Regions from separate parts of the Mus musculus genome. Here regions 1, 3, 4, 5, 6 and 7 are each linked to region 2. Evidence: chromatin contacts called from public HiCAR-type, HiChIP or PLAC-seq and promoter capture Hi-C data. All regions are on one chromosome and are shown on one strand. The core of a region is the stretch at or near the end of the contact, and the rest is flanking DNA. Distances in the headings are between cores, read along the strand shown. Region 1 overlaps Arid5b (AT rich interactive domain 5B (MRF1-like)). Region 2 holds the start of Nrbf2 (nuclear receptor binding factor 2). Region 3 overlaps Zfp365 (zinc finger protein 365). Region 4 has its middle 46 kb from the start of Gm51769. Region 5 has its middle 22 kb from the start of Zfp365. Region 6 has its middle 22 kb from the start of 4930521O17Rik. Region 7 overlaps Arid5b (AT rich interactive domain 5B (MRF1-like)).

What was found. Promoter capture Hi-C pulls out the DNA fragments that hold promoters and counts their contacts. HiCAR-type assays count read pairs that join an accessible place to other places. HiChIP or PLAC-seq counts read pairs in DNA pulled down with a chosen protein or histone mark.
Region 1: a contact with region 2 is called in a promoter capture Hi-C map of liver, with 4 times the contacts expected there. The contact joins the enhancer-like site here to the promoter of Nrbf2 in region 2. A contact is called at or near these places in 7 of 39 promoter capture datasets (the 3T3-L1 cell line, cranial neural crest, embryonic stem cells and 3 more), 2 of 484 Hi-C or Micro-C datasets (embryonic stem cells and liver), 3 of 115 datasets of contacts at active chromatin or transcription factors (embryonic hindbrain, embryonic stem cells and forebrain) and 1 of 9 other capture datasets (liver).
Region 3: a contact with region 2 is called in a promoter capture Hi-C map of hippocampal neurons, with 2.7 times the contacts expected there. The contact joins the enhancer-like site here to the promoter of Nrbf2 in region 2. A contact is called at or near these places in 8 of 39 promoter capture datasets (the 3T3-L1 cell line, embryonic stem cells, frontonasal cranial neural crest and 4 more), 3 of 115 datasets of contacts at active chromatin or transcription factors (all in embryonic stem cells) and 1 of 9 other capture datasets (embryonic stem cells).
Region 4: an H3K27ac HiChIP or PLAC-seq map of SST interneurons shows a contact between it and region 2, with 10 times the contacts expected there. The contact joins the enhancer-like site here to the promoter of Nrbf2 in region 2. A contact is called at or near these places in 3 of 39 promoter capture datasets (3T3-L1-derived adipocytes, cranial neural crest and hippocampal neurons), 1 of 15 datasets of contacts at CTCF or cohesin (the NIH/3T3 cell line), 1 of 484 Hi-C or Micro-C datasets (bone marrow-derived macrophages), 9 of 115 datasets of contacts at active chromatin or transcription factors (SST interneurons, bone marrow-derived macrophages, embryonic basal ganglia and 2 more) and 2 of 9 other capture datasets (liver and macrophages).
Region 5: a contact with region 2 is called in a FOXA1 HiChIP or PLAC-seq map of pancreatic cancer cells. The contact joins the enhancer-like site here to the promoter of Nrbf2 in region 2. A contact is called at or near these places in 1 of 39 promoter capture datasets (stem cell-derived epiblast-like cells), 5 of 115 datasets of contacts at active chromatin or transcription factors (embryonic stem cells and pancreatic cancer cells) and 1 of 9 other capture datasets (macrophages).
Region 6: a promoter capture Hi-C map of stem cell-derived epiblast-like cells shows a contact between it and region 2, with 3 times the contacts expected there. The contact joins the enhancer-like site here to the promoter of Nrbf2 in region 2. A contact is called at or near these places in 3 of 39 promoter capture datasets (the C10 cell line, cranial neural crest and stem cell-derived epiblast-like cells) and 4 of 115 datasets of contacts at active chromatin or transcription factors (the NIH/3T3 cell line, embryonic stem cells and microglia).
Region 7: a HiCAR-type map of astrocytes shows a contact between it and region 2, with 2.4 times the contacts expected there. The contact joins the enhancer-like site here to the promoter of Nrbf2 in region 2. A contact is called at or near these places in 3 of 39 promoter capture datasets (cranial neural crest, hippocampal neurons and liver), 2 of 115 datasets of contacts at active chromatin or transcription factors (astrocytes and embryonic stem cells) and 2 of 9 other capture datasets (adipose tissue and liver).

What each region holds. Positions count from the first base shown.
Region 1 is chr10:68,126,841-68,130,336 of GRCm38.p6, forward strand. Arid5b (AT rich interactive domain 5B (MRF1-like)) reads right to left here. Exons shown (of 10, transcript NM_023598.2): 6 at 1,949-2,153. Among named protein-coding and RNA genes, the nearest start is that of Gm51770, 23 kb to the right of the region's middle. Within about 2 kb of position 1,656, at least 48 of the 459 cell types and tissues checked have an H3K27ac peak or open chromatin away from gene starts, as enhancers often do. A contact at or near this core is called in liver, where this site is marked.
Region 2 is chr10:67,284,014-67,287,024 of GRCm38.p6, forward strand. It overlaps Nrbf2 (nuclear receptor binding factor 2), which reads right to left and starts at 1,268. Exons shown (of 4, transcript NM_001036293.2): 1 at 1,084-1,268. The coding sequence starts at 1,113. It overlaps Gm46200 (a long non-coding RNA gene), which reads left to right and starts at 1,420. Exons shown (of 3, transcript XR_001779690.1): 1 at 1,420-1,507.
Region 3 is chr10:67,892,899-67,896,361 of GRCm38.p6, forward strand. The region is part of intron 3 of Zfp365 (zinc finger protein 365); the gene reads right to left. Among named protein-coding and RNA genes, the nearest start is that of Zfp365, 18 kb to the right of the region's middle. Within about 2 kb of position 1,398, at least 24 of the 459 cell types and tissues checked have an H3K27ac peak or open chromatin away from gene starts, as enhancers often do. A contact at or near this core is called in hippocampal neurons, where this site is marked.
Region 4 is chr10:67,835,290-67,838,303 of GRCm38.p6, forward strand. No RefSeq gene overlaps it. Among named protein-coding and RNA genes, the nearest start is that of Gm51769, 46 kb to the left of the region's middle. Within about 2 kb of position 1,297, at least 30 of the 459 cell types and tissues checked have an H3K27ac peak or open chromatin away from gene starts, as enhancers often do. A contact at or near this core is called in the NIH/3T3 cell line and SST interneurons, where this site is marked.
Region 5 is chr10:67,933,092-67,936,156 of GRCm38.p6, forward strand. No RefSeq gene overlaps it. Among named protein-coding and RNA genes, the nearest start is that of Zfp365, 22 kb to the left of the region's middle. Within about 2 kb of position 1,565, at least 19 of the 459 cell types and tissues checked have an H3K27ac peak or open chromatin away from gene starts, as enhancers often do. A contact at or near this core is called in pancreatic cancer cells, where this site is marked.
Region 6 is chr10:67,949,859-67,953,348 of GRCm38.p6, forward strand. No RefSeq gene overlaps it. Among named protein-coding and RNA genes, the nearest start is that of 4930521O17Rik, 22 kb to the right of the region's middle. Within about 2 kb of position 2,028, at least 6 of the 459 cell types and tissues checked have an H3K27ac peak or open chromatin away from gene starts, as enhancers often do.
Region 7 is chr10:68,108,563-68,111,695 of GRCm38.p6, forward strand. The region is part of intron 8 of Arid5b (AT rich interactive domain 5B (MRF1-like)); the gene reads right to left. Among named protein-coding and RNA genes, the nearest start is that of Gm51770, 41 kb to the right of the region's middle. Within about 2 kb of position 1,444, at least 25 of the 459 cell types and tissues checked have an H3K27ac peak or open chromatin away from gene starts, as enhancers often do. A contact at or near this core is called in astrocytes, where this site is marked.

The sequences.
Region 1 (3,496 bases), core at 406-2,905, 840 kb after region 2:
ATGAGAAAGAGAAAGAAAGAAAAAATAATAACAAAAAACCCAATCACCTCTATCAACAAGAATAACAACAACAAAAACCCAATTGTCTGCACCCCAGAGAGCTAAATTTCTAGGAAATAATTCACTCGAGGAGAGTTCAACATTATAGGATCTACTATGTTTAACCCTTAAAAAGTATTTCTTGAGAGAGAGTTGCAACACTAGAGTGCCTGTTGGACTTTAAGGACAAACAGCATAGTCTTGTCTGTCTTATCATCTGCAGAGGAAGAGAAGATGTTCGAAGAACCTTGAGGAATGTGTGGGAATTCAGAAGAGGGGTGTGGGGCTTGCTCAGTTCTCTGAGAGAAGGCCTTGCTAGGACAGTCACACTTCCTCCAGATAAGATTTCTCTGTGATCAGTAAACAGTCACTTTACTATATGATTACCTTCTTAGACTGTTTGATAACAAGGCCATAGTAAAGGATCTTGGCTGTATTTTTGCCAACATGTGGCTGGCACGTGAGAGTAGAAAACAGACAGGTCACATGCCTGACTTGAGTCACACAGTAAGGGGAGATAGTCATTCACAGAGAAATGGAGTCATAAGCACACTTAACTCCTTAACTGGGCCTGGATAGCTGTGTGATGTTAGGAAACACTGTAACTTAAAAAAAAAAAAAAAATCCGGAGTTTAGGGTTTGCCTGGTTATGCTGCCAAACAAGCTTGCCTCAAACTAGTATTGAGATATTTTTGGTTGCTCGTTTTGTACCAGATACCTTGGAATGTGAGAATATTGGACTTCAAGTAATCCTTTGGTGCAGGATTTGAACCAAATGGGGAATTAAAATGTCAAAAGACTCTGACACAACATGCTTGCAAAGCCATAGTGAACCTTGTACTGTGTCAAGGCTAAAAGAGCCCTGCCTTGGCCTTGTTCTCGGAAACACTGATAACGGGACAGAGCTCTTCATAGAACATTGATTTTACTTCTATTTGAGCAGCCAGTTTTCAGACAAACATTGTAATCATGTGCCATTATATAAGTTTATAATGACTTCGAGTGATCTCTTGTAATCGGTGCCAGCTGCTATTAGCTATGTAAATTGTTATGTAAAACATACAGGTTTGACTCTTCATCAGAATGACACATGGCTTTAATCTAGGGAGACGCATTTGGAGAAAATACTATTTCAAGCCAGAGGAGCCCATAGCTTTGTGCACCAGGAAATCCAGATAGCAAAATATACTTGGCTGTGAACTCCAGGGTGCAAGGGGGGGGGGGCAAGATCTGGGTTTTCTTTTTCATTTACAATGGAAGTTTGCACAAGCTATGAGTTTCCTTGTCTATGCATGAAGACACCTAGACGCACAGCCAGCTCAAAGTTGCTACAAACTGGGATTTCTCTTCAACTTTTTATTTCATATTTGATTTGAATTCAGACTTTAAGAAAACAACAGGTTTAAAACTAAAGGGATTTTTTCCCCCTCTTTATGGCTGTTTGGTCTACTTTTAAACATCTTTCTTTTAGAAGTTGTCTCTGAACAGGCAACATCTGTGCCTGATAAGGCAACATCATCATCATTATCATTATCTCATAAGAAAGGAGTTGCAGACACTCCAGATTGACAAAACAGAAAACAAGAAGCTTTCAGCACGTCTATTTCCAGTCACAGTCCTCGGACTTCTGCCTATAAATATCTCTGCAATTGTCCCAGAAGGCAACAATGCAGCGGAAAGAGGCAGGGAGAAAATTCTTGGCTTGGACAATTTGTGGATCTACTATAAACAGAAAACACCCTGCCTAGATTAGGATTTCAACATAATCACTAGTAGAAAAGAAAAGGAAAAAAAAACCCAACAACAACATTTTTTCCACTCCCCGCTCCCTAACCCCCGCCCGCCGCCTTGCAATTTCAAAGAATCTTAGCAATTCTGATCTTTCAGAAACAAAAGCAAGGATACTTACTCTGTTTGAAACCCAAGTAGGGAATTCGCTCGATGGGCGTTTTTCTTTCTTTCATGTATTTATACAGGGCCACTAAGAAGGCTTGTTCATCTGCCCTGCATTCTTCGCCAATAGACAGCTTTGGCTTTTCTTCATTTGAGGTTTTTTTACAGTTATTGTGGTTATTCTTCGGCTTGGTCAAGGCTGACCTGGCCTCTCCTTTCACCTGGAAAAAAAAGTAATAATAACAGTATATCAAATCAAGTCTCGGAAGGCTTGAAAAGACATCTGTAAGTGACACTTTCCACAGAAGACACCCTTGAGTGAGGATGCTTCTAGACGATGGCAACAAAGCTCTATAAAAGAGCACATAGCAGGCTTTTGTGCTCTGTGGACTTGATGCAAGTACTCAAGTCTAGCAAGGGTGTGACATGAATGTCAATAAAACTTTATTGACAAACAGGTGTCCAGAGGGCCACAGTTGGCCAGGTTGTGCCAGGGTCCTTTGTCTTCTTCACAGTACATTCATGTCAAACCAGAAAAAATAGTGTTAATATCTGGGAAGAAGGCTGATTTTCCCTTTGATACATTTTATTCCCCCAAAGGGCACCACCATTAAGCTCCTTGATTAAACCCGGTTTCCATAACAATAGCCCAATACTGTATATTTTATATAAAAGAGAGAGGTTTATTTCTTTGTATGCATTTATCCGCTTTCTCTTTCTAGACACCTGGAGGAGCTCTCCATGCTGGGTCATTGTCATGTGTTATCTGTGGTTGATGGCTGCACACAACATTGAGCAGTGTACTAAAAAAGCAGATTTTTTGATGATGACTTGATGGCTTTTTCATCAGCTTAGAATGGGATAGGACATGTTTCCTTGCCAGAAAAGAAAGAGTAGAGAACAGTTAAAACCCCAAATAGAACAAATGGAACCCTCTTCTTCCCCCCCCCCCCCAACTAAGACATAAAGGGAGGCATATACTTCATGGTTCTTCCTTCTACCCCACAGGCAGGCTTTGGTGTTTGGCTAACCTAATGTTCCCTGCTCGCAGCCATGTTGTACAGCGGCCTTTGATGGTTGTTAAATATAACGCTAAGTTGCTGAGTTATTTTAATTGTAAAAGGGGGAAGTACAAAGGGTCAGCCTTGGAGTTCAAATGCCCCCACAGGGAGTGTGTACATTCCAATATTCTTTACATCTCCTGGCTGACATCGGGCAGGAAGAGGGTAAGGGCCGGGAAACGTTGGGAATAAAAATGTCCCACAGATTCTACACCGTTCTCTCTTTCCAATTTGTCAGCCTCCACAGATCCTTCTGAGCTCTAAGCACATGAGAAGGTTTCTGTTTATTTATTGGAGGGGGAAACACATCCCCTCTAAGAGGGATTTGTTACTGCTCATTCTCTCAGACAAGCACACTGCTTTCATTGCTTCAGACTGGTCTCACAAGAATAACACTGTCTGGGCACCTCAGCGGGGTCGCCAGAGATGACTCGTAATTTCTAAGGGGCTGAGGAAGTAGGGTAAAGACATTTTTTCCACATAACATTTTTTTACTGACAATG
Region 2 (3,011 bases), core at 18-2,517:
TCTCGGAGCTGCAAACCTGGCGCCAGGGATGGAACCATAGCTTTAGGTGTTCACTCTCCAGCGTTGACGCTCAACACTCCCAAATCTCATTAAGTGACAGGGGCTACGGTCTCACTGGAGCAACTAACTCTTCCAATGTTCCATCCATAACGTACAGTTCTACGTGTCTCTTATCTATTCAGTCCTTTAATCCTCACAACGAACGAGGGTTAAAACAAAAACAAAAAAAAACAATGAAGTGAAAATTTTTGTTCAAGGTCTCTTGAGGCTATTAGGTGACTAAGCCCGAGTTCAAATCCAGGAGTTTGGCTCCAGAAATCCATAGTCTGAAACCACAGACTCTGGCTTCTCTGCACAGCACGGACCAGGCTCTTCCAAGCCGGGAGGGAGGGCAGAGTTCCAAAGGAAGCAATCAATCTTTCCCGGTCCTGCTCTCAATCCCTCCGCATCATCGCAAACCACCTACAGACTTGGGACTTGCAAAGTTTTACTCCGCAACACTAAGGAACCAGACGTCTGCATCTGAATTTCATGAACCTTTTCCCAGGAAACCCGAAGATGTCCTGTGATCACACTTAGAACAGAACTGTGGGAGGTTTGGGGTTTTGTGGGGTTGTTTGGGGCGGTGTGTGTGTGTGTGTTCCTTTTTGCCCCAAACAATAATGACCCGGCCCCCTGTGTGTCTCTCTGTATGTGTTTCTGAGAAAGGCAAACACGTCTGGTACTTTCGTGAGCCTTAAAGCAAAGGCACCGGGCTGCGGGGCGTGGACTGGGGTTCCGATCCAGCTGTTTCAGAGGGGCCTTCGCTAGCCCAGCTGCGAGGGCAGCAGGGAAGAGGGGGTGCGGTGTGCGAGGCGCGGCCCCGACACCCCGACTCTGCCCGCGGCCTGCAGGCGGCGGCTACGTGGCGCTGGGACGCGGTCCCAGCAGGGCAGATGCCACGGGCCCCGAGGGAGAGGCCTGAGCCCCGGGGATCAGGGTCCCCTCCATGAGCTCGCGGCTCCCCCTTCAGTGCCGCTTGACCCCCTCAGCCCGCGTTTCCCCGCAGCCTACCGGTCCCCGACTCAGCCCGCGACCACTCACAAGGTTGAGGGGTCCTTCCATCACTTCCATAAACCCCGGGGTGAGCAGCGGCCCGAGGCGGAGCGGCGGCGCCCGGGCACATGGAGGGGCAGCGAGGGCAGGGAGACGCGGCGGCTGGCAGGAGGCTCCTCGCAGAACCCGGAGCCGGCAGTGAGAGCCCAAGAGCGACAGCCGCGCCACTTCCGCCTCCGACGTCGCGTCGCGGGGGGCCGTCCCGGCGTCGCTGCGCGCGGCGGCGTGACGTCGCCACGCGCCGGCGCGAGGCAGGGGGCGCGGCTGGGGTGAGAGCATGGGGTGGGCGGGGCTAGGGGCGGGGCAGCAGCTAAGTGACAAAAACCGCCCCTCTCCTCGCGAGAGGGAGCTCTGCTAGACTTCGGCGGCGGCTGTCACGTGATGAGCCGGGTCTGGCTAGTTGGTTAATAAGGTCACTCTGCACGCTTGACCTTTCTTCCTTCCCGTAGGCTTTCTCAGGTCCTCTCCTTGTACCTCACCCCTCCTTCTCCGTTTCTGTTCTATCTCCGTTGACTTTTTTTTAAAAAGCAAATTTGAGCCAAGTTAACACCCTGCACTAGATCCGCCTTACAGGAGGTTTCCATATTTTTTGCCTTTTGGCAGAGAGTCTGTGGCCCAGATCTTGTACATGTGGCAGTCTTGTGTCGAGCATATGAGCAGGTGCCACCATACCTCCACTCCACCGAGAGGATTTGACAGAGATAAGTGACCCCAGGGTCACAAACTAATTCTAAAGCAAGAAGGATTATAAGCCACCAAGTATAACCGTTCTTCAACAACTATGTACTAAATCACTGTGCTAAGGTCTTTCTGTTTCCGCACCCACTGGCAAGTAGATATGGTTTATGGAGAAAGGGAGATGGAGAGGAGCTGAGAGAACAACTAACATATTGTGTGAAGGAAACCGGGCTTACCTGGAGGTTTTTTTTTTTTTTTTTTTTTTTTAAAGATTTATTTATTTTTATTATATATAAGTACACTGTAGCTGTCTTTAGACACTCCAGAAGAGGGCGTCAGATCTCATTACGGATGGTTGTGAGCCACCATGTGGTTGCTGGGATTTGAACTTCGGACCTTTGGAAGAGCAGTCGGGTGCTCTTACACACTGAGCCATCTCACCAGCCCCTTACCTGGAGGTTTTACAGTACCAAATTCTGTAATGAAAAAAACTTCAAAGAACCACATGAATGTACCTTTAAGAATTTGTAATATTGGAGGACGTGGAGACGCAGGTTGGGTGTTAAAGGAAACCCACCTGGGGTGTGATTTTTTTTTAAGATTTATTTATTTAATTTATTTTAGTACACAGTCACTGTCTTCAGACAGACCAGAAGAGGGCATCAGATCCCATTAGAGATGGTTGTGAGCCACCATGTGGTTGCTGGGAATTGAACTAAGGACCTCTGGAAGAGCAGTCAGTGCTCTTAACCTCTGAGCCATCTCTCCAGCCCCCTGGGATGTGATTTTTTTTTTTTAATATGAAACCTTAAAAAGCCAGCCGAGGAAAGAGCAGAGGCAATGTACAACATCTGTAAACGGGGAGGAAGAGATGACATATATAACTTAATATGAATAATATATAGCATATATATCTAAAATGATTTCAAAAGCCACATGGGTTGTGAAGTGGGCCCTAAGGTTTCAGGTACTAACCAGACCCCAATTACTTACCTTGATTGAAGCTTGGAAGATGCAAACAAGGAGCCATTCGGGCCAGGCCCAGACTCCTGATCTATGGCATTTGTTATTTAGTATGTGTGTTGTCTCAAGCCATTGTATCTGGTAGTTTGTTCTATGGCTGTCCTGATTAGCTTTAACTGACACTGCCTGAGTCACCTAAGTGGAGAGCCCCAATTAAGGTATTTCCCGGATGTGATTGGCTGGTGGATAGTCTGCAGGGATTGTTTTGAGTCTTA
Region 3 (3,463 bases), core at 148-2,647, 610 kb after region 2:
CACTACAACAATAATATTTATTATTTATTGCTTATTCAGTTATTTTTTCCAAATAATTATGTTGTGCAGATGGCTGGACCCATGGTGATTGGGCCTATAGGCTTCTACATTCTAGGCATGCTGTTTTGAACTGCCGCAGGTCTGGCGGAACTGGCCCTCCACCTTGTCTTAAGTTTTGTAATAAGTAATGGTCCTATGCACCCTCCTGTTCAGACCAAGACCTCCAGGTCGTTCCTGATGCCCCTGCCCTCTCTCCTCACCTCAGTGGCCCTCCAGCGGCTCCCAACGGCCTCTTCAGGTCTACTCCAAGGCATATCCTCTTGAATCCTCTCTCCTCCTCTGCTGCTCCCTCCCAAGTACTTCCTCTCTGCTCCTATCACAAGAGCCTCTGACCATCTCTCCTTCTGATGCCCTTCCGCCCGCCCTCAAAGCCTTCCCCTGCTTCCCTGCGCGCTGGGAATAGACCCTCCCTGCACGCTGGGAATGCTCCTCTTGCAATCTGCAGCTCTCTGGCATTGCCTCCTACCATGCAACCGTGCCAAGTTTGTTCCTTCCATCCGTGATACACTGTCCTTGCCTGGAACATCTTGCTTCTGGCTTTCCACAGAAAGTTATCCAAGGCAAAGTCCAAGACTAGGGAGCTTTAGGTCCATTGCCCCAAAGCAATGCCCCTCCCCGAACACCTCGAACATACTCGTCTTCAACCATCTCTGCAGTAGTTACCATGCAGGAACGCCATGACTGATTTGCTCGCTGTCCCCTCCACACAAGAGAAAAAGGACTTGTTTGTTTTGTTCTTGGCATCAGAACCTCATAAGCACTGTGCCCTCAATAAATACGTGTTAAGTGCATTGCTGCTAGCCCTCAATTAACAGCCAGGAGGTAATGAATGCAGTACTTAAAACAAGATTATCTAAGCTGCAAGCCTATATCTGAGTGGTTCTGAGCATTAATTTTTTTTTTTTTGGCAGATGGGATATTAGGTCACTTTGTGTCTAATCTGACAGCGTTTTTCAGAGCACAAAGATAAAAAATCTGAGTAAGCAACCTATATTTTTAGAAGCCAGCCAGGTGGAAAAAAAGAACACAGATGCCCAAGGGGATTCAGGGAAAGATGCGGAATGCCAAACGTTGTTTCAGAAAAGGCACAGAAGGTGAAGGGGGACAAAGCATCCCCAGAAGGACGCAGGGCTAACAATCACCTCTGGAAGAGGCAGCCCACTTAGCGATGTGAAGACTGCCCTTCCCTCTGAAGTGGCCTTTCTAGGGGAAAGGGAATGAGGGCGGGCAGCAGCAGCGGCAGGAGAGCAGTGGATCATCATGGATCATCATCTTGCATCCTGCAGTGTGGGCTGGAGGGTGGGAAAAGCGGAGTGATTTTCTCATCACCCTGGCGGAGGGATATGGAAGTGCTGGCAGGGAGAGATGAGACATGTCTGCATCTCCTGTGTGGTACTAGGTAACTGTTCTGGGTCAGTCCAGAAGCCGGGTAAGATGGGAGCTCTGTAACACACTACGCTGGGCCAAATCCTGATTCAAAGTTCTTCTTGCTAAAAACAGCCAAGCTATTCTGTCTCCATATTGGCATTCAGTGTGAGAGAGCAGACACAGCTCTCTGATTATATCAAAGACATGGCTCCTTATTTTATAGACGGGTGCATATGACTATGATGAGAGTAAGAGGAAGGGGGAGGAGAGGAAAGGGGGGAGATGGGGAGTGAAAGAGAGATAGAGAGAGAGAGGGAGGGAAAGGAGGGAGGGAGAACAAGGGAGAGGGGGCATGCCCACTCCCACTGTAGAGTCTGCAGACAGCCCAACTTGACCCAAGGAAGAGTTGGCGAAGACACAAAGCAAGAGGATAAACTATCAATACGTGTGCCTAATCTCTTCTGAATTCACTCTGTACTCTGGGTCCATCCAAAGCCAGAGCAACAATCTACATCAATTAGGCCGGTCCTTTCATTACCGCGTGATCACGCCAGCCACTCAGCTCTCATATCTAAACTGCTCATTACAATCTCTACTGCATGGAGCATCATTTGGATTAGCCAGTGATTCCTTCGGTTGAGCCAGCTGGCTGGAGGCAGATCATGTGACTGAGCCAGGAAACAGACAAACATAAATATTTAATTTTCTACCATGGATGAAGGAATTTGTTTTGTGTACCTTGTACACAAACATATATACACAAACACACACACACACACACATATATATATACATACATACATATACATATATACTGTGCAGTCTATATGTGCGAGTGTATCATGTGAATATGCACATGCTTACATGTTTATATAGCTGTGTGAGTATATATATGTTGATATGTTTTATAAAACTTGGTTTGATGTGGGGGGGAGGTGCCTTAGCAGGCCCATGCTGAGGCACACCCCTCCTCAAGTGCCAGCCATATGACGGGTGTAATATAAAATGAAGTTTATTTGGGGGCATGAGGAGGGGAGACTGAGAAGGGAGTAGAGGCAGAGAGAGAGAGAGAGAGAGAGAGCAAGAGCAAGAGCAAGAGCAAGCATGAAAGCAAACAGTTCTTTTATAACAAGCCAGGTTTGTACCTGCCTGTTGCTAGGTAACTATTGGGTGGAGCGAAGAAGAATCACTAATGTACATTGTGTGTGCACACATAAAGTTCCACATATGTATATCTGACCAGAAGCGGTGGGATGCTAATGTTTGATTACAAGACTAAAATACATGGGTGATAGCTATTCCTACGACTCTTCAAAGATCAGCATTCAGGCTGGGGAAGCAGGCTGAGTGAAGGACATGACCCCAGCTATATAAAGAGAGGGGACACTTCTGGCTTCCCAGCTTTCTCCCTGCCTCCTACTGCTCTCTATTCTAAGACCCCATCAGCAGAGTGTAGGTCGCCACACACGGCTGTGTTTGGGTTGACTTATCCACCTGCACACCGAAAACGTTAATACTGCCTCACAGGCTCAGGAGTCTGAGACCCCAGTCACAGGCAAACTGACAACTCAGTTCAAGAGTGCTGGGCGCACTCCCTTCATTTTCTGGAGGAAGAATGGGAGATCCAGAAAGGCAAGGCTTGGCAAGAAGCAAGTTAAGAGGGTTCTAGAGCCAAGCCTTTTCACCTCACATCCGTGCTCTGTGACCTCAGAACACAACCCTTCCCTATGGGATGAGATGAGGCAAGAAAGTGGCCAGAGAGGGCTCAGGGTGTCCCTCCAGCCACTGCTAGGCAAGCGAGGACATTCCAGAACTAGCTAAAATAGGACATTCTTGGGGTCTTCCAAGAGGGAGCAGAGGAGTCAGCTTGGTGTGATGGTTTGAATACACTTGGGCCAGGGAATGGCACAATTAGGAGGTGTGTCACTGGGTGTGGGCTTTAAGACCCTCATCCTAGCTGCCTGGAAGTGAGTCTTCTGCTAGCAGCCTTCAGATGAAGATGTAGAACTCTCAGCTCCTCCTGCACCATGTCTGC
Region 4 (3,014 bases), core at 47-2,546, 550 kb after region 2:
CATTCACCAATAGATCTATTTTTCCAGGCCCAATATGAGCCACTTTGATTCTGCCATTTTTAACATAAAATTGAATATCTTCCAATGAGGCTGTGGCTTTCCATTCACCACAGATTCTCTTATTTCTAATTGTTGGCCTCTGGCTAGACTCATATATTTATGATGCCTGCCAGGTCCCAGGGGCACCTAGATTCATGGATTCCTGGTCTGAATGTAAAGCCGAGATGACTCTGGGTTTATCTGGGTAATGAGAATTCACACACACACACACACACACACACACACACACACACACGTCTGTGCTGTCCTTGGAAGTTTCATACAATCAGAGGTCACATGCTTTTAGCTTTATCTGTACCTCTCGTGGGGTATACAACCCTCTGTGCTGTAGCATTGTTTTGCAGTGTTCACTGACACATGTCATTATAGCCATCCAGACAAACGCTCAGTGAATAGCCTTTAACTTTTTCATGGCTTGGATCAGCTTGCCACAATGGTCCAAAGAACAAACAATATTCATCCATCTCTATCATTGCTGTGGCCCCTCCAGACATGCTTGCTGCTTGCCTCTGGAGACGAGCAGATCAGACAAGTTTGGTGATATTTTGATTTTTAAAAAATTAATTTAGGTACAAGGAGTCTAGAATACGTGAGTCTCTTTGTAAAAGAATCCTCCTTTTGGCTGAAGCCCTGCTGGGGTAGGGAACAGGAGAAGGGAGTTTGGACACGTTTTTTTTTTTTTTTTCTTTTTCTTACTCTGCCTCTTCCAGCCTTTGTCCTGTGGCCTGTCTGATGAGTTGCTTGGTCCAGCAACAAAGCCCAGCCCACCTGTCTAGGTGATGGCCCCACCTCTTGGGAAACCTGGGAGTTTACCAGAACCTTTCCATCTCTGAGCCAGAAAAACGGGCGTCACCGTGGAGGTCGCAGCTGGTCTGCAGAACTGATGATAAATCATGGAGAAGGCATGATTTAAAGAAGGACCTACAATATCGCTTCCCAGGCCAGAGACAGAAATGACATTCACGTGCAGATTGCCTTCAAACCCTTCATCCAGATCAAACCTTCTTTGCCCCCTATTAAAGATCGTATACGTCGCCTCGCCCCGTTTCTCTAAACTATCTCAGTTGGCGCATGTTTATCCGGGTGTGTGTCCATCCGCTCCCGCGCCCATCTGGGTGTAATTTTCCACCGTCTCCTCCGCGCGCTGCATTTTCTTCTTTAATTCCCTCCTCTAAACCCACTTCTGTGGATCTTGCCTTCACATTATACCACTGAAAGGCCCAGCTGGAAGGAAGTGCCTCTGAATGGAGTCCAAGAACGAAACAAAGACGATGGGAACCAGATGCCATTTTGGTCATCTCAGTGTGAGTCACCGTTCCTCCTGGAAAGTGCCGATTTCAATTCAATCGGCATTTCATCTTGGGCTGAGCAGACAGAAGTCCTCCCTCCGCACGTGGATGCTCCCACAGTCCTCACAGGGCCGTAGATCTGAATTTTGTATCCTGTGAGTGTTCATAGAACTAGCAATAACGGATAAATATTTATTAGGGAGGTTTGAGATCCAACATAAGATGGTCATTTCCTTCGCGGGTCATTTGCCCACTCTGATTCCAGCCTCAGCTACTGTCCTGCGCCAACCCACCCTTAGGGTTTGAGATGGAACACAATAGTTTGATAAGAATATACTGGTTCATATTGTTCAGAATTAAAAATAATAAACAACAACAAGACACTACCGTCCAGAGTCAGGTGATCTTCGTGTATAATATTTCCTATTCTTAAAATGTAATTTCAACTGAGTGCTATGTGTAAATCACATTAGCCCCAGAGTTTGAATCATTAATTCTTTCATGCAGAGAGACAAAGACACTAACAAACACCCAGCTAATGTTACTTCCAAAACACTAAAAAGCTGAAAGACACACACAACCCTTTTCTTTTACAATGGCCTTGAGAAATGACTTTCAAAGCTCTTCTGGAAAGAATTCCATTAACACAGTGGCAAGGAGAGGCAAATGACACTGGGGTGACTTGGGATACAGTGAGACTGTCCAGCAGAGAAGACGTTTGCAGCACAAGCCTGAGGACCAGGATTCGATGGTCCCTGAAACTCATATTAACGTGGAAGGTCTTCGGCCAGAAAGTTGTCTTCTGATCTTCTGCGTAAAGTGGGACACCTGTGCCCCCTTGATAATCATACTTTTAATAATTTAAGTATAATTACTATATATGTCATATATGATATATATTTATGTATATAATGTAAGAGTATATAAGTATAATTGTCATACATGTGACATATATGTATATACGTGTGTGTATATGACATATATGTGACACATATATGACATATATGTGACATATATGACATATATAATAATTATACTTAATTTTACATATATATATACATATATATGACAAAATCCAATGTCATATAAAGCCTGGTTCATGTAGTTATGCATGTGTGCACACATGTGTCCCTGCATATACAAATTATGCACGAGTCCAAAACAATGTACTATGCAAATACATTTGTCTACACTTCCTTTGAAAATTCTGCTGGAGTATCTGTAAAGACAATAAAAGAGAAACCAAAATGAAGACAAAACCAGAACGATCGGCAGATGTTTGGTGATCTTCCAGAAGATGGAAAGGAAGTGACAATTATTGGTGCACAAAGAATAGGGGAGCACTCAGGATTCCAGAACTGCCCAGAAGGCTGCTGGGAAGCGGGAGGTCATCTTTCCATGGGAGCCTGAAGGGGTCTCTACAAAGAGGCAGAGACAGGCGGATTTCTGAGTTCGAGGCCAGCCTGGGCTACAAAGTGAGTTCCAGGACAGCCAGGGCTATACAGAGAAACCCTGTCTTGAAAACCCAAAAAAAAAAAAAAAAAAAAAAAAAAAAAAAAAAAAAAAAAAGACGCAGACCTGGAGTGCACGCAGACCTGGAGTGCACAGGGAAGCCAAATGATGGGGCAGGGAACTGAAGGTCAGCTAGGGAGTGCCCTCCTGCCT
Region 5 (3,065 bases), core at 315-2,814, 650 kb after region 2:
TACGTGCTAGGGTATATATGTGTTTACATGTACGTGCCTGTCCATAAAGGCCAGAAGACAGCATCAGGTTCTCTGGAGCTGGTGCCACGGGTAGTTATGGGCTGTCCTATTTAGATGCTGGAAACTGAACTTGGATCTTCTTCAAGAGCAGTATGCACTCTTAACCTCTGAGCCCTTTCTCCAACCCCTAACTAATACCTTACAAACTGCTCTAATTACAGTGTATCTGGTCTTTGCTCTGCTCTGCTCTGCATTGATAACATTCATTGTCTTGGCAAAACATGTTCTTAACGCGTAATCATGTCACCCGTCCCACTGTGTGCGCACCCCCCCCTAATCAACCATGTCTCAGTCCCCTTCGACCATCTTATGTGTCACCTGTTTGCACCTGACACATTGCTACCCAGAATAAGGACTGTACTTCCACATCCTCTCAGCAGACGATGGATATTTGGTTCCCTTCAGAATGTAAGTGGAGATTTACTAACCTGGTTTCCTCTCTGAAGGGAACGGATTGGCTCTCTCCTCTCTTCCCATCTTCTCATTGGTCAGCATATATGCACTCTGACCTAAGGCATCCTCTGCCTGGTGCTGCCAGGACAAAAGCAGGCAGCTCCTTCAGGAAGGAGGAATCCAGACTGAGAAACCAAGATGGGAGCCACTACATTTAGGTACAGGTTGGCACATTAGAAGCCTTTACCTGCTGTTTTGAAACTTGTTGCTATGGGAACAGAATCAATTCTGTTGGCTTACATGTTTTGTTTAGCTGAGCTCTCACACTGCTGTGGCAGAGGAGAGTCCTTGCGAGTGAGATTCCATTTCACCCTATGGTAGCTCCTGGGGTTACCACAGCAAATTGCCTTATTGGATGGCTAAAGTCACAGAAATCGATTTTTCTTACAGAACTTGAAGTCCAGGAGTCCAGAGTTAAAGTATCCACAGGACTCCAGGGTATCCTAAACCTTCCTTTGGCTTCCACAGACACCCACACACATGTATAAACACGCACGCACATACACACATATAATACATGTATATACACACATGCACACAAACATATAAGTATGTACACATACATGTACACATATACACATGTACATGAGCACACAAAACACACAAACACATGTACACATGTGTGCATGCATACATACACATGAATGTATAAATGTGCACACATACACACATGAACACATACATACATGTATGCACATAAATGCTTGTGTACATGAATACACATGTACACACATGGGCACTCACATGTACACATACATGCACACACATGTACACACACCTGTACATGCACATACATCTTAAAAACATCTTCATGGAGTAAGATAAAGACTCCTTCTCATTAACTTGTCAAGATGAAAGGACTCCCATGTTATTCCTTACAACCCTGCTTTGGTGTGCTTATTACTGTGGGACAGTCAGTCAACCACCATTTATCTCTTATTTGTCCTTCCTCTTCAGAAATACTAATCAGTATTCAAATTCTTCCTTCATGATGAATAAGAGCTTATTCATACACTTCCTGGATGTTGGAGATCCAGTTTATCCGTGGAGAAGATGGGACTCTGAGGAAGTGACTCACAAGGTTAAGTCGCATGATAAGCAAGGCAAGCTGAGGTCTCTGAGTGGAAAACTTAACAAGGCAGCAAAACTCCTTTCCCGCTACCTCAAAGGTTATCAACCTCTGGGGAGGATCAAACAAGCTTCTCACAAGGGTCACATACAGATATCCTGACTACCAGATTACATTACAATTTATAACAGGAGCAAAATTGCAGTGATGAAGTAGCAATGAAAACAGTTTTATGACTGTGGGTCACCACAACATGAAGAACTGTATTAAAGGATTGCAGCACTAGGAAGGTTGAGAACCACTGCTCTATTTGAAACACATGCTCAGGTACTAAATAATTCATTTTTAATAGTTATATTACATGAAGCAATTTAGTTTGTGTACATATGTGTGTGGGTGCACATGCCAGGCGTGTGTGTGTGTGTGTGTGTGTGTGTGTGTGTGTGTGTGTGTGTGTGTGTAGATTAAAGAAAACTTTCAGAAATTGCTGGGTTGTTTTGGTTTGTTTGTTTGTTTGTTATTTCTGTTTTACTTGTTTGTTTTTCCCAGACAGGGTTTCTCTGTGTAGCCCTGGCTGTCTTGGAGCTCACTCTGTAGACCAGGCTGACCTTGAACTCATCCACCTGCCTCTGCCTCCCGAGTGCTAGGGTTAGAGGTGTGAACCACCACTGCCTGGCCAACCCATGCGGGCCCCAGGGATTGAATTCAGGTTGCCGGGTTAGTGGCCAATGCCATTAACCAATGAGCGATGCATTGACCTGATTGTCTACCTTTCTATTTATATACTTCTCTTTTTTGTCTTTCCTTACTCGAATTGATGGTCTATATAGACCTGTCTTAAAACAACAAAAACAAGATTTTTTTTTCATTGCTGAGTGTCAAGTTGAAGATCTAACCCTAATCTATACCCCTCAACTGAGTATATAAACTCTTGTCCTGAATTAAGGTTCGATAGTGAGGATTAAAGGTCCAGACCCTTAATTCTAGATCTCACTGAGATAACAGAAATAAAGGACTCATAAACAGAATACAGGAGAGAGGCTGTAGCGACTGGGCAGGGAAAAGCCAGTCTGTGAAACTGGATTTTTACTTTGATTAGCTTTTACTTATGACATACAAATAAGTTTGGCATTCAGATCTCACCTGGCTTATGATTACCATACAGTCACTACGTGACATTGGACTTTACCCTCATGAGAAGAACAATCTCTGAAAACTCTGCCCTCAGAGGGTATCTTTTTCCATATGTATCCCTATCAAAGACCTGAGAATTTTACCTACATGCTCAAAATTGGCATATAACCAACCTATGGGTAATTCCATGTGCAGACCCTAGAGGCAAAGGGAGCATACCATACCCCACTGCACCCCACCCCCCGGTGACTTAAAGTAAATAGAGATAAATCTAGAAATCACTAATCCTAGAATGGAATGCTACATTGACTGAGGTTTGAATCCCCCAGGAGACACACCACCAGGGAGT
Region 6 (3,490 bases), core at 778-3,277, 670 kb after region 2:
GTTATGAGGCTTTTCTTCGTGGACTAAGCCTTTCGTGCAAAGTCTATGCAACCAAAACGGAGGTGAAGATTGTTACCTAATTTCAGTCTAAACACTTTAGAGTGCTTTTTTTCCTTTACATTTAAGAGAAAACTAAGCAATCCATTTCAACGTTTTACATCACCTACTTCCATTAAACATATTTTTGTCTGTTTGTCTCCTTTTGCTTTCCCTGGCCTTGGCTCTGTCTGTGGATGGCCCATTGCTTGAACTGAGAAGACAAGCCTTTCACCAGTGAATTTCCTTTGCAACTTTGCCAAAAAGTCGTATCAACCTAAATACTCACAAATCAGAGACTGCTAAGCTAATTATGACAGTACTCAGGCTCCAAGGACGGTGTAGAAAGATGGAGGTGCAGATAGGAAGAGAAAGAGGAAGTATATGTGCCGTCATTCGCAGTTGAAATATTTATGGAAGAACAAATGGATTTTCTCTGGGTAGGGACTGAGCTGGGAAGAATAGGGATGACACTTTTAACAGCACAACTTTTGGTGCCTTTAGTTCTGCACTCGTGGGTTGCCTACTGTGGACTGTGGTGTATTTGGGTTTGCTGAGAGCTAGTGAAGCTTGTTCCTGGTGCTTCTCCTTTATCTCTCTTCCGTACTGGACTCACAGAGCAGAAAGACAATGGGCCACACCCCAAGACAGGTGGTGTGTGTTTGCTTACTTAGCTGCTGTTTTGTTCCAAAAGTAGATGGGCAGTTTCCCTGAAATGCCGTCTGTGAACAGAAGGGAGATCTCTGAGTCTGGTGCTGCAGGGGTTGGCAATGGTGGCATGGTAGAGCTTCAGAAAGTCCCCCCCCGAAGAGCCTCAGGAATGGTAGTGAGTCACCAGAGATTGGTGTGATATATGGTAACTCCCAAAGGCCTTAACTTCCAAGAATAGCCCAAGGGTATCAATAGGAGATAGCAACACCAAGTATTTGATGATCAAATCAGATACTCTGTGTGTGTGTGTGCGTGTGTGTGTGTGTGTGTGTGTGTGTATGACTCCATCTGTGCACAGGCACACATGCACTAGCAGATAGCAATAGTTAATGTATGACTTATGACTTGTGCATGGGCATGCATACACATTCGCTCTATGCACGTGGAAGCCAGATGTCAAACTCTATTCCATAAGAACTGTCCAGACCTCTCACTGGCTCAGAACTCACTAAGTAGGCTAAGCTGGCCAGCCAGTGAGCCCTAAAGATCTTCCTGTCTCAGTCTCCCCACTGCTAGGATTACAAATGTTGCTGAGGATTGAACTTGGAGATCTATGCTTACAAGGCAAGTATTTTATCCACTGAGCCACCGCCTCAGTGCAATGTCAGCTCTTAATTCCCTCACTGTTATGGAATTCAGAGCAGAGGGAGGCCCCTTTTGTGCAGAGTAGTAAACCAAGGAGCTCTGCTCCTTGCATTATGCAGTAAGCTGCCATGTTTTCTTTCCTTGCCCTTCTGAGTTTCCTATTGTACGGACAGCGCTACGGAATACCCAGTTAGTTTAATGGAATGAAGAATGCTGTATTTTCCAAAACTACGGCTTGGGTTCATCTACAAAGGGTTCAAATTTTCATAGTAAAAGGTATCGCAACAACCCCACTTTAAATGAGCTGTGTGTGGCCGCTCCTAGTCTTCTATGTCAGATCCCAGAAAAAGCTCATTTATTCCTCCAGGTGAGTTTTCCAATCACTCAAACAAACAGGGCATACCATTTCTCTCATTTCCATCACAACAAATATTTTCAAATTAGTGTGTCCCAGCTAATATTTCTGAATTGATGCTTTCTTATATGCTCCATGTCAAGCTTTGAAATGAGCAGACCCTTCGCAGAAGACTACATCAAAGTGGTTTCAAATGTTTTTTTAAGTTCATTTTATTCTCTTCCAATTTAACTCCTAGAAGAATAAGCTGAAATGTGCTAAGTGGTTTCTCTCCACAGTGTAATTTCTTGACTCTGATGAAAAATGAACTAAAAAACACTAAGCCTCCGAAGAAAAATCTCCCAGTGTTTACCTAACAAATATTAACTTTCCTCTCAAGTTCAAGTTCTGAGTTTTGTAGACACAAGAATTCCCATAGCTGTTGAGGCCGTTTTAAGGTAGCAGAAAAATCAAGACAGGGAGTTCAGAATCCTCTTTAAGTCTGTCTTCATTTCCTATTGCCGTGATAAAATGCTATGATCAATAGCAACAAGGAGGAAAGGTTTATTTCAACTTACAAGTTCTAGTCCATTGTGAAAAAGTCAGGGTAGGAAAGCTGAGGCAGGAATTGAAGCAGAACCCATGTAAGAATGATGCTTATTGCTTGCTCCCCATAATTAGCTCAATCTCTCTCTCTCTCTCTCTCTCTCTCTCTCTCTCTCTCTCTCTCTCTCTCTCTCTCTCTCTCTGTGTGTGTGTGTGTGTGTGTGTGTGTGTGTGTGTGTGTGTGTGTACAGCCTAGGACCACCTTCCCAGGGCTAGCATGACCCACTGTGGTCTGGGACCTCCTATACCAAGCATCAATCAAGAAAGTGACCTACAGACTTACCTAGATAGAGGCCATTCTAATGAAAGCGTTTTCTCAACTAAGGATTCTTCTTCCCTGTTTTGTGTCAAGTTGGCAAAACAAAACAGAACAAAAACAGAACAAAGCAAAAACCTACCCAGCACAATATCTATAGTGAAAGATGTTTTCTAAGATGAAATCCAAGATGTCATCAGCAAGGGCTGGGGAAATGGCTCCTGGATAAATACGCCTGCCTAGTTGCTGTCCGTCAAAGGGGAATGTGTTACAAGTTTATATGAAGGGCAGGACAGAATTTTTTTTTAAGAATAATGTGAGTTTAAAAAAACGAAGAGGTTATTTGGCAAAAGTACTTTGGTAGCACGGCCAAAAAAGTCAAGATGAAGAATAAATCGATATTTATTAAACAAAAGGTATTCAAAGAGACAGTGGTGCATCTTGCACAGGTGTCAATGTCCAGCTGAACCGCCATCCGTCCGACTTGTGTTCTGAGTTCTTTACCATGGGAACCATCCCAGGAGAAACTTTTGGTCCTCTTTAATCTCCCTTGGGAGCTTCTATTCCCTTCCTTCCTTCCCTTTATGACTTCGTTTTATAAGCTTGATACATACAGTATATGGGCAACTGGGGGCTCAGGAAGTCAGATTCCATTTGCAATGCCTACCTACAAACATGCAAGCATCTGGGCAGCTGGAAGTGAACGAACCCCAGAAGCCTCACGTGAAGAAAAGAAAGCCATCATAAATCGGGGTTTAGTTTTAATTATTTGAGTGTTACCAAACTCTATCTCAGAGAAGCAAAGCAACCCAGAAAGCCCTGAGGATTCAGCATTGAACTTTAACTACGGAGCATCCTCGGGAACGGCTGGCAGGAAAATAGTAGGCCATCACCATAGAGATGGAGTTGCTCACCTCGGGATGCGCTCCCAACATGACCATTTCCATGACCTGTTAGTCTAA
Region 7 (3,133 bases), core at 194-2,693, 820 kb after region 2:
GGATTTTCATGTCTTCCCTTCAACACTTATAAAGAGAGCTAGCCACACGAATATTATTTTGACTTCATTTTATGGGTAGCAAAAATTAGGATCACAACTGAATCAAGGTGTCTGACCTGTGGGTCATGGATAATATACATGCCAGGATAACTAGGAATGTGCCCCAACATACTTGCAGATAACAAGGTCATGTTGTACCGTCATTGGGTTGGACAACCATCAACTAGATGGTGGCACACAGCTATTGAGTCCTGGAATTGGAATTCAACCCAGGTGTGCTAGGCAGAGCTTCCTGCCCCAGCATCTAGGTGGCCATCTTCATAGATTGAGACATAATCTTGTTAGGAGGTACCCTAATTGATCGCACCTGCCCAAGTTAAGAAAGTTCTAGGCTTCTATGAGATTGTCTGAGAGATCAGTGTGAGCCTTCTCTTCTCAGAGGTAACAGGCTCATGGAATCCACAGGGTCATCCAAGAAAGGGTCTACACCTCACATCAGAGGCAACCCCACAGCCTGCAAGAAGGGCACATTTCTTCTCTGATGTACACCACCACAACAGGCGTGCCAGGATGCTCCAGGATGGGTTGGCCTTGTTTATGGGGCCCAATCTGCTATAACCATTAAGAGATACTGAAGAATGGCTTCTCTGAGAAATTTTCCCTCCATCACTTAATGTTAGCGGGGCCATAGTTTCCCACGATCTCTCTATTGGAGTTCTTCTCAGCTTAGCTTTGCGATGCTTGTTCACTACTTCTGAGGATTTCTCTGCCTAGACTGATGTCATTCCCATGCCTCTCAAATGAAGACCATGCTGAAGCAACCTAGAACGGGTTAGGAGGTTGGTTAACTCCATGCCCCAGAGATAATACACTCTCATTGCAGAGGATGGACTGACCATAGAGAGCTCCCAACCCTCCACAGTGCCAGACAATAGATGGGTAGAAATGATTCTTCTCGACGACTAGCCCTGACTGGAGTTGCATGGATCTATTTCAAGGGCGGGGGACACCATTTTCGTGAGTCTATAAGCATCACTGAAATTCTCAGCATCATATGTATCCCAGAAGTGATGGCAGGTGGGAGTCCATATGAGAGCTATCACACCAACTCCCAATGAGAGCTATCACACCAACTCCTAATGAGAGCTATCACACCAACTCCCAGTGAAGGCTATCACACCAACTCCCAGTCACACTAGAAGCCACCACCCATTGCCAGGGCTTCTGAAACCTTCTCCAGCAACTCATGACTTTGGACAAACTCTGTAACAACTTGTACCAAAACACAATGTTCCAAGAGATTTTTCAGTGGCCAAGCTAAAGATATATTTTAAGGGTAAACAATTACATTCATTTTGTCATCTGAGCCTCCCTCCCCTCTCCCCGCCCCCCAGCACTCCCCAGCTTTCTCTCTTGGAAGCATGCTTTCTGATTTTTCAATAGATCCTTTGTGAAGAAGATGTGAGTCTGTTCCTCTCACAACTGAAAAGATGTTTGTACAGTGGCAAGCCTGAGAATGCGGTTACTTAATCTTAATGATAAAACCCGGAGGAGAGAGAAACCATAAGCCTCTTGTTTATCATTAAAAAAAAAAAAAAAAGGAAAGAGGCTAAGGCACATAATCTATTCTCAAATTTAAATTCATGCTTGATGAGAACTCGCAGGAAAGTTTGGGTGGGTGGACCTGTTGAGTTTTCCAAGTCCAAACGGCAGGGAGGTGGGTAAAGGAGACAATAAATGGACAGGAAGGAGACAAGAAAAGACTTGGGCATGGAAAAAGTGCGGGTTGGCGAGCTTTTCCAGAGGGGGCGGGCAGAAAAGGAACCTGCCATGGCTCTCAGCACAGCAGACAGACAAGCTTGAAGAGTGTGCGCCTCGGGCTGTTTCTACACTCAACAGCGTAAACTCCAACTTCTAGTCATTACAGCTCAAACCCAGAGGCAAATTTAAGAATTTTTAAATAGAGATTTTTTTTTTCAGATGCTGTTGCTAATGCTTACAAACTATGAGCTCTGGCTAGAGTCTTGTTTGAGTTTCTTGAAATATCCAGGCATTGGGAAGTTCCCAGAACATTTTAGGCATGCTTAAAGAGTGAGGTTCTTGGGTTGGAATTACTGACTGGCCTCTGTGCAGAGGTTCTTTACGGATGGTAAAAGGTCACTCCAGCGAGAGGGAGGTGGACAGTGACCAGATTCTGGTCCGTCCAGGGAGCAAGCCTGGGGGTGGGGTGGGGGTGGGGTAGGGATACAGGCAGGCCAAGAGCAGCTATGCTAACACAGCAGCGAGATGAGTTTGGCTTTTCCAGCTACTGTGTGTCAGTAAGGGACAGCTGGACCTCTAGTATTGAGGGGACAAGGAGAGCTAGCTTGGTGGCGGTGTTGCAGAAAGAGAAAAAGAGTCTGCCCACATGAATTCCTATGAACAAGATGTTAGCCAGGAAGCAGATATAATTCCTGACTGGCAACTCCACTCTGGATGAGGGATGGAGTAATCTACCTGCTGGATATACTCTCTGGAGGGAGTGAGGACCAAGCATCATTACCTGCCTCTGAGTCACAGGCTTGGGAAACCAAGGCCTTAGAAATCATAATCTCACTTTCCACTCCTTTACAGGCATGTTCGAAAGGGGATTGCCTTTCCTATAAAATTTAAATTCATTTTAATCATCATATCCATGGCACAGAATTGGGAACTACGGGAAATTTCAAGGGAGGTGATGTCATACCTTCCCGGCCCTAAAACCAGTTTCCTTCTCTGTTTGATGATGGACTCAAGTTCTAACCTTACCTCTTTAAGATCCAGCTCAAATTCTAGAGCCTACAGGAAGATGTCTCACTGTGGGTGGAAACCTCCTGCCTCTCTTCTCTGCTGCCTCTTTGTCTTTCTATCTATTACACATCTGATTTCTAAAGCCTTGACTACCTAAGTGGCATCCCTGAGTCAGGCATCTTGATAAGTTAGATAAACCGGGACTTTCTGCAGCTTTCATGAGCCAGCAGTGGTTCCTGGAGGCTGCTATCCAGTGAGGGACCAGACGCTGTGCCTTCCTCAGCAATCTCTGCTCCCAATGCACCAACGTATCAAACCCACCCGAGTCTGTGACCACGATAGGAAACAGCACATATCCAACGAC